Regions from separate parts of the Gossypium hirsutum genome. Here region 2 is linked to region 1. The links are chromatin contacts, called in public Hi-C maps. All regions are on one chromosome and are shown on one strand. The core of a region is the stretch at or near the end of the contact, and the rest is flanking DNA. Distances in the headings are between cores, read along the strand shown. Region 1 holds the start of LOC107896300 (NADH dehydrogenase [ubiquinone] 1 alpha subcomplex assembly factor 3). Region 2 has its middle 19 kb from the start of LOC107961100.

The links. Hi-C and Micro-C count contacts between places; a contact is called where the count stands out from the background.
Region 2: a Hi-C map of leaf shows a contact between it and region 1, with 2.1 times the contacts expected there. The contact joins the enhancer-like site here to the promoter of LOC107896300 in region 1. A contact is called at or near these places in 2 of 34 Hi-C or Micro-C datasets (both in leaf).

Annotation. Positions count from the first base shown.
Region 1 is chrA05:81,742,680-81,746,877 of Gossypium_hirsutum_v2.1, reverse strand. It overlaps LOC107896300 (NADH dehydrogenase [ubiquinone] 1 alpha subcomplex assembly factor 3), which reads right to left and starts at 2,133. Exons shown (of 5, transcript XM_016821445.2): 1 at 1,863-2,133; 2 at 1,636-1,752; 3 at 1,277-1,311; 4 at 765-865; 5 at 1-155. The coding sequence starts at 2,044. The coding sequence ends at 69.
Region 2 is chrA05:81,943,067-81,947,264 of Gossypium_hirsutum_v2.1, reverse strand. No RefSeq gene overlaps it. Among protein-coding and RNA genes, the nearest start is that of LOC107961100, 19 kb to the left of the region's middle. Within about 2 kb of position 2,159, at least 1 of the 9 cell types and tissues checked has an H3K27ac peak or open chromatin away from gene starts, as enhancers often do. A contact at or near this core is called in leaf, where this site is marked.

The DNA.
Region 1 (4,198 bases), core at 884-3,383:
AAACATCAGATAATTTCTCATCTACAAAGTCAAAAAACCTAAGTCGTAAAAATTGGGAGTACCAAGGTTCATGAAGAAACTCCATATGGGAGCAGTGCAGCAGCCACAATTCTACCTTCCTCATTCAGTATGTTGTAAGTAGATGCAGCATTTCTCTGCAACAGGAGAACAAATTCTGAGCCTGAAGGTTGTGATCAAAGTCAGTTCCTATTGGTGCTTATAGTTTCAAGCATTGACTATAAACAAGTATTAAATCACTTCCATCAATAATAACCAGCATTTCCGCACATGCATTAATCAAGACAAAATATAGACAGATGTTTTTGGAAGAGAAATCAAACACAAAACACAAGGATAAATATGTACGTGGGTTTCTAACAGATTAATGCAAAAGAGCTCTTTAATCAGGCACATTGACACGGAGATATGATTGACAAACTGGTGCTCAACCTCAGTCTCTAAAGCTTGGACAAAAGAGAAATAGAGAATAGCCTTTTAGTCTTCTTTCACATGAGAAAGCCTAAATTTGATGCTCCAAAATTTAGGGTAGTAATTTAATTAGGATTTTCAGAAAAACACATAAATGAGAAGCCTTCAACCTCAATCATGCAAGGGATAGAAATAGATTGACAAGCTGGGGATGGAAGGTCCATTTCTGCCATGTGGAAAATTAGTGATATTCAAGCAATTACAAACACAAAATTTCAAAACTAAGTTGTCAAATTTAGGTATCAACTAAAATACTCCAATGAAAATGACAATACCGAGTCTAAGGCTTCCAATTTCATGCCAGTAGATCGGATGAAGCGTTTGAGTTCCGGATCTACAGGTTCAATGTACCTTCCACAGCCAAGAATCAAAATTTCTAAAATAAACAAGAGAGAAATGCTTCATGAGAATCAAAACTAGAAGAAAAGAAAAAACAGAAGTGCATGTAAAATCAAGCTTAATTCTATAGTCTAACTGCATTAGGAAATTATTCTCAGCTTCCTTAGGTTCTCCAGGTACAACAGGAGGTGACACTACAGAAATGCTAAACACAAGCAAAATAATGCTGATCATGCAATGAAATACCCATTATTATTCCCCGCTCCCAAGGCTAAGGGCCATGAGCGTGCATCCCTGCATTAAAAGTTCTATTTTAATTCCCAAGTGAATAAAACTAGAATTAGGTCCACAAGATGATTGGTCAATGGGGATGCATCATCGATACACTTTTATCAGGTATTGAATTTGTTCTTCACACACATATATATAATATTATTTGAGGTCTCACCTGGAATAGGTCGTATAATTTGAAAGATGGATAAGCTGCAAAAAGTACAATAAAGACGAAATATGAGATGGGGAAGAGACCAAAAGTTGGAAATTTTCATTTTTATATAGTGGAGGGACAAATATTAGTCAATCAAGCCACCTGAAACTTAAGCATAATGAAGAGACGGCACTAACCCAAGAGATTAGGAAACATAAACTAAACGGTGAAGCTTTTCAAGAATTCCATAGTAGGATAAATTATGTAAATAGGTAAAGTGAAGAGAACTAATTCCACCAATGGAGATAATATAACAGACATAATTAATTTTAGACTAATTAAGAAAGCATACCAGAAAAGAATTGAAATGAAGCAAATACCTTTGGGGAGTAATTTCAGAAAATTTACGGGGGCCCCAAGAAGTGACCAAATTTCCCACACAAAGCAAGCTGCCTTCATAGTTGATACCGTTCACAGTGAATCCTGTTTCCGTATATCTGCCAAATCAATTAAGAAAAAAAAAACCCAGATGAAAATTAAGGCGAGTGTTGAAGAAAAGGAGTTGGAATTTCTGTTTTACATAAGTGAAGGAGAAAAGAGGAAAAACCGTTGGAAACGAAGCTGGTCATCGGGAACATTGTCGATGAGATTGATCTGATCGTAGAGAGAGAAAGCGCGTCTAAGGGAGGGCAAGGCTGGAGTTCGAGTCACTGTTGAAGAAGCCGAGTCCTTCCTCAGGCTCCTCATCAGCTTTGGCAGCGTTTCTACTGCTCTACCTCTCACCGCCATCTCCTTCTTCTATCTATCGATGTTCTTCTGCTGTTCCGTCCGCTGTCTCAAGTCGCCACTTTTTACCCAAACCCCAGCCCACCCATATAACAGCGACGACTGCGTTTCGCTTCTTTGGGTAAACTACATCCAAGGTTACTAAACTATTAGAAAGTTTACATTTTGATCACTCAACTTCAAAAAATTACAAAATGATCATTGAACTATTCGAAAGTTTTCATTTAAGTCACTGGGCTGTTAAGTTTTTCCTTTTAAATAAAGTTCAGTTAGCAAGCTCCAAGCATTGATTCAACGATGAGTATAGTGGATAGTACCCATTGGCAAGTAGAAAAACATATAGTCGATCTAAGTCAATTTGACGATGAGTGTTAGAGATCATAGAAGAAAGTTGTTTGGATTTTGGTTTACAAATTCATAACATTCAAAGTTGTTTCTTAAAAAGAAATTGAATTGTGGAAGAGAGATGATGAGAGCTTTCTATTGGTACAGGCGGTGCGAACAAAGAAGATCATACAATAACAATTTTAATAGTTTAGTGAGCTAAATGAAAACTTTCGAATAGTTTAATAATCATTTTATAACTTTTTAAAATTGAGTCACCAAAACATAAACTTACTAATAGTTTAATGCCATTAAACGTAATTTTACTTTCTTTTAAGGATAAACTCTTTTTTATTATCTAAGTTACAGAATGCTATCTATTTTAGTCATCAGTTATTAAGGGTAACATAGATAAAAGTGATAATTATAAAAACTATCATAATAACAAGTTTGACCATCAACATTTGCACATTTGTGTTAATTTTATCTTAATTCTAAAAAAAAAATTATTAACATTTACACATTGTTTAATTTAATCTAATTCTAAAAATTACAAATATTATAAGAAGATTAAAAGAAATAATTTTAAATTTCAAAACTTATAATTCTAAAAAAAAAATTGTTATTTTCTATTTCCTCTCCATTTTTTTTCTTCTCTCCCCTTACTCTTCTCTTCTTCCTTTCCATTGTTATTCATGTTCTTCATCAAAACCCAAAATCCAATATTTGATAAAACTATCACTCGCAGGTTACTGACCATCGGTCACTAGCAGTGGCTTAAGTCTAAAACACATCCCTAAACTCGTTTTTCTTCTTCTTTCCAAATCTGACTAGTGTTTTATCAAAATTGGCCCTGATTCCTTTAGAGCTACGCTCAAAGTCTTGAATTCTCTTTGCCCAATCTCCAAATTCGATAATCAAATTGGCTTGAAATTTAAGCATATTACTACACCCCCATGCTTCATTTTCACCATTGGGAACTTCAAAAAAAAAAGGCATTGGCTAACCTTAACAAAGGTTGACTTTTGTGTTTTTGTTGTGGTGTCTTTTTCTTCTTCTTTCGTTCTCACTTGATTTTAAGGTTTCTTTTTACATTTGTTTGTTTTAACAATATCTATGAAGGATTTTAAATCATTAAGTTCAAATTTTTGCTTCTAAAAATGTGTAAGCTATGGCATGATACAATTTATCTTTAAAACTGATGTTAAATTAGTAAAAGGCAAATTACATGAATAGTTTGATGGATTGGTTTTTGAAATTATTTTACAAAAATTGAGTGTTAAGAGAGAGATGGTGGTCTTAAGCTACAAACAAAATTCTATTTGGATCAAAATTGTTAAGCTTGAATGGCGTTTGAATTAGTAAAATTCTATTGATAATTTTATAATATTTTGTTCTTTTTCAATTGTTGAGTAATTTTCTCTGTCTTATTAAAGAAAATATTTGTATATTTATACATATTATCACTGTTCATGATTTAACTCCATTATTTATGGACTTGACACCTTTATTCATTGGATTGACATTTTGAGCAGGCCTTGAACATGTTGAACATGTGTACCGTTTTGGATTGCCTGTTAGACCTTGTGGCCCTCTACATGCGAATTCCTTGGTATATGCGAGCTTGGATCACAAACTCCCCTCGGCTCATGTGAGTTGATATCGCAAGCTCCACTGGCTATTCTTTCATTGTACGCCTCACACATATCTATCTGGTAGGGCTTAGCCGAGTTGCGGGCAAGCTACCCGGATCTCATTCGGGTTTCCTATTGGTGATTATTGGTATATAACACCCATGTTATGTTAGATACCAATTGTTAAGGTGTTTTCTGT
Region 2 (4,198 bases), core at 910-3,409, 200 kb before region 1:
ATTTTTTTTAAATCGACATTTTTACATAATTTAGCTGAATTTTTAGGTAAAAGAGTTTATTTTTAGTAACTTTAATATAAAATGGATAAAAAAATTATTTGTTAAAAATTATAGTTTAACAATTGAAACAAACAGGATAAAATATACAATGTTTTCGTGATTAAAAAAATTAATATAATTTTATTTGAGTTGGACCATCAAATCATTTTTATTTAGTACAATTAAACTGTTGAACGCTCGTTAGAATCTATAAGATCAATTATGTTTAGACCATGTATATCAATATTAGAGTATACCTTTCGGAAATTGAATTATGACTTTAAACAATATTTACAATAATATAATATCAATTTTTAAGTAAATTTATTTAGACTTAACAACTAAAACATTATGACAAATTTATATGAAATATAATAAAGACATCAGCACAAACACATGAAAACTAAAATAGTATGAGCACGGTAAGATTCATATTAAATAAATTATTAATATGTAACATTTTTGTAAAAAACTATTATATTTTAAACACATAAAATATAACACAAATAGGGCGGACTATAAAATATTTATAAATGATATGTCTAAAGCACCGTAAATCAATGGAGTAAAATAGTTCATGCCATAACTTAGTATATATATATAATAATTTTAGATGCAATCAATAGAAATTATAGAGGCTAAATATCAATTTTATACAATATGATATGTGAACTTCAATTTGTTTCAATCTATTCTATGGCAAGAGACAAGTTTTAAAGATAGTTATAGATTTTAAATTCAATCGATTAGAAGTTGCAGTAAGAAAGTAATCAAGTTGAAATTCAAATCTAAAATATCTATTCTGATTTTTGTCTAAATTTATTCATATTTGTAAAAAATTAATTAATTTTTTTAAATCTAGCTTTATTTTTTAAAATAAAAAATATAATTGTTTTTATTCAATATTTAGTAATTATTTATATGTTTTACTACCATTATATATATTCTTATATTAAGTTTCTACCATAAACAATTTAAACTATTTTATAATTTTAGTCTAATATACTTAATCTTTATATGATATAAATTAAATAATATAAATTTGAAACTGAGTAAGGTTGAACTAAGTATAGGCTTTAAATATTAGTACTTGAATTTGACTCATATTTAAAACAGACCTAATATTTTTATCAAACATAATATATTTTTTCTAAACCCTTTACATATTTTAAACAAGTAATCCAGTCATTAAACGAGTCTAACAACATGTACTTAAATATTATTTATATTATTAACTTGTTTCATTCCAGATGCGAAATTGATGGGAAGAAGCCTACCTATCTAAATGAATTATGCTAAACGCCTAGGGGCGTCAGTGGGGTAGGTTTCTCGAGGTCCCGCCCTACTTTGCCCCTAATTGGGCGAGGATGGGGACAGAAATTAGACCCACCTTGAGTGGTGGGACAAGCATGGGTATGACCTTGTACCTGCCCTATCCCCGCCCACCCTACATCATCCCTGCCTGCCCTGCATAATATAATAAACATATTTAAAAATAAACATTTATAAAACTCTAATTTTGGTAACAATACTCAACTCACATTCACGACTTTTTTTTTTAAATGGTGACAGTTGGAATAATGTCACATATGTGGTGGGAGTTCGGAGGGCAGGTATTTTATACTTTTTTTTCATAAAAAAAAATTTGCTTGTATTTATTTAACTGATACTTATAAATATATCATATGAAGTGGGTTACGAATAAAGGCGAATCTAAGGGGCTGGCAGGAGCTTTAGCCCCCCTAAAATGGAAAATTGTTATTTAGGTCCTTTAAAAATTTTAAAATTTTAAATTATTAAAGGTAAAATTACACTTTAGTTCCCCTAAAATTATAAAAATTCGATTTATTCCTTTAAAAATTATAAAGATATTGACTATAAAAAATTTAAATTTTTATTCGACCCCTAAAAAGTTATTCTGACTTTACCTCTAATCACAAATGAAGGTAACATAGATTAAGTGGGTCTAAGGACGTACTTAGGTGGTGAGACAAGAATAATTTTAGTCTTACGAGTTGCGGGAGGAGATGGTTTTGGGTTTTCTACCCGCACCCATCAAGGCCTTTAGTGGATGTTCTATTTTCAAGCATTACCTCTAAACTAATTTCCAACAGCTGGATGGTTGACTAAATATTTCCAGATTTACGACAATGCTTGACTTGTTTAGCCAATTCCCACGTATACTATATTGCGAGTTGCTTTCATCTGACCAAAACATGATGAAAAACGAAAAAAAAAACAAAGTTAGTTGGATTCAATTTTTATTAGGATGGTAACTAAATTCATTATAAATTCAAAAATTAAAAATATATATTCCAATTCAATTGGATTTTTTATTTTATAATATAAAGTATATATTTTTCTTTAAATTATCAATAATAAAATATTAAAAAATGAAAAAGTAAAAATATTTTTTTTCTTCTGTCAATTGAATTCAGTTTGAATCATTCAAAATGATAGATCAACACCATAATTTTGTCGCCACTGCACTGGCTTTAAATAATGAGAATTATTATATTTATCAAGGTTTAGTCAAGAGGACAAATGAAATTCGACTTACGGGACAGAGAAAGGATAAAAAAAATATTTGAAATTAAATTGATGATAAAATTTTATAATTTTGTTTGGGTTGTGTATATATTAATGTTATTTAGATTGGATTAAATTTGTTTAAATTGGATTCGGATAAGGGTTTTAAACCAGTTGATTCAGGAACCATTATAAACCTATTGAATCGAGTAAAAAAAATTATTAATTCAGTTGAATCAAAATTTTAAATTTATTATTATTTTATTTTTTAGTTTTTAATAATTTTAATCAGATTAATTAGACCGAGTGGACTGATTAGACTATCAAACCCATAGTTTAACCGGTTCGACCACTTATTTGATTCAAAAAATATTAGTATATATACTAATTTGTAAACCTGTATAAGGCATGAGTCAATTGTATATTAACTTTATAATATTTTTTATAATATTAATTTTTTAAATAATATAATAACAAAAATATCTTAAAAAAATATTTAACTATTTGAAATCGATTATATTAGTGTTATTTAATTTGAAAAATATTTAAATATTAAAATCATACAAAAATTGTCATATTAATATTAATTTATTATAATTTAAATAACAATATTAATAATTTTTTGTTAAATTAATTTTTTAAAAGTTATAATTGTTATAATTTGATTTTTTTATAATTTTATCTATGAATTTAATTAAATCTTATTATATTTGAAAAAAAAAATATAAACTTAATTTGATAAAAATTATTATGTGTTTTTTTAAAATTATATTTTATTATAACATTAAAAGTTAATTCAATTAAGTAAAATATTAGGGCCTGCTGAAATAGTGGGCTGGTTTTTAGTATAATAAGCTTGTATTTAGACTTTGTAGCCTGGTTTATTTTTAATATGAGTCCAATCTGAAATAGTTTAAAAATAATAATAAGTAAAATATTAAAATAATGAAATATTTTATTTAAATTAAAAATAAGTATTTCGAATGGAGAGTGTTGTAATGTGAACATGATTGTTTCTTTATTTTTTTTAGATGAAACCTTATAATAATAATATATATGATTTCTTTTTATTTATTAAAATTACCATAGTTTAAGATTAACTTTTAAATGGGTTTGAAAATTTATGAAAAAGAAAATTACTTTTAAATAAACAAAAAATTAATGTCTAAACTTAACTACATTAATCATGAGATATGGTGTAGTAATTGCTTACTTCATCCATCAACCATGAGGTTAGGGGTTCAATTCTTGCTTATGGGAATAGAGCATATTTCATGACCAACCGCTTACCTTTTCGACCAACACCCACAACAAAGGGATTAATCCTTCCCACCTATGATGGATACTTTATAGTATCAATAAAAAAAAACCTCAATTACATTTTTAATATATATATATTATTTCCCATTAGAAGAAGATCATGTTGGTGAGGGAGAAACACCTTCTTGAATGGGTTTTCTATTTTCTAGCATTAATTAAGATTTTACCTTCTTTTTCAAATAAAAATCCATTCATTAAAAGCTAGTTACAAACAATGGGCTGAAGCACAAACATATACAAATCAAAGCCCAAGACTTTACCCACACCAAGCCACCTAGTAATCGTAGTGACCGAGAAAACAACACCGCCA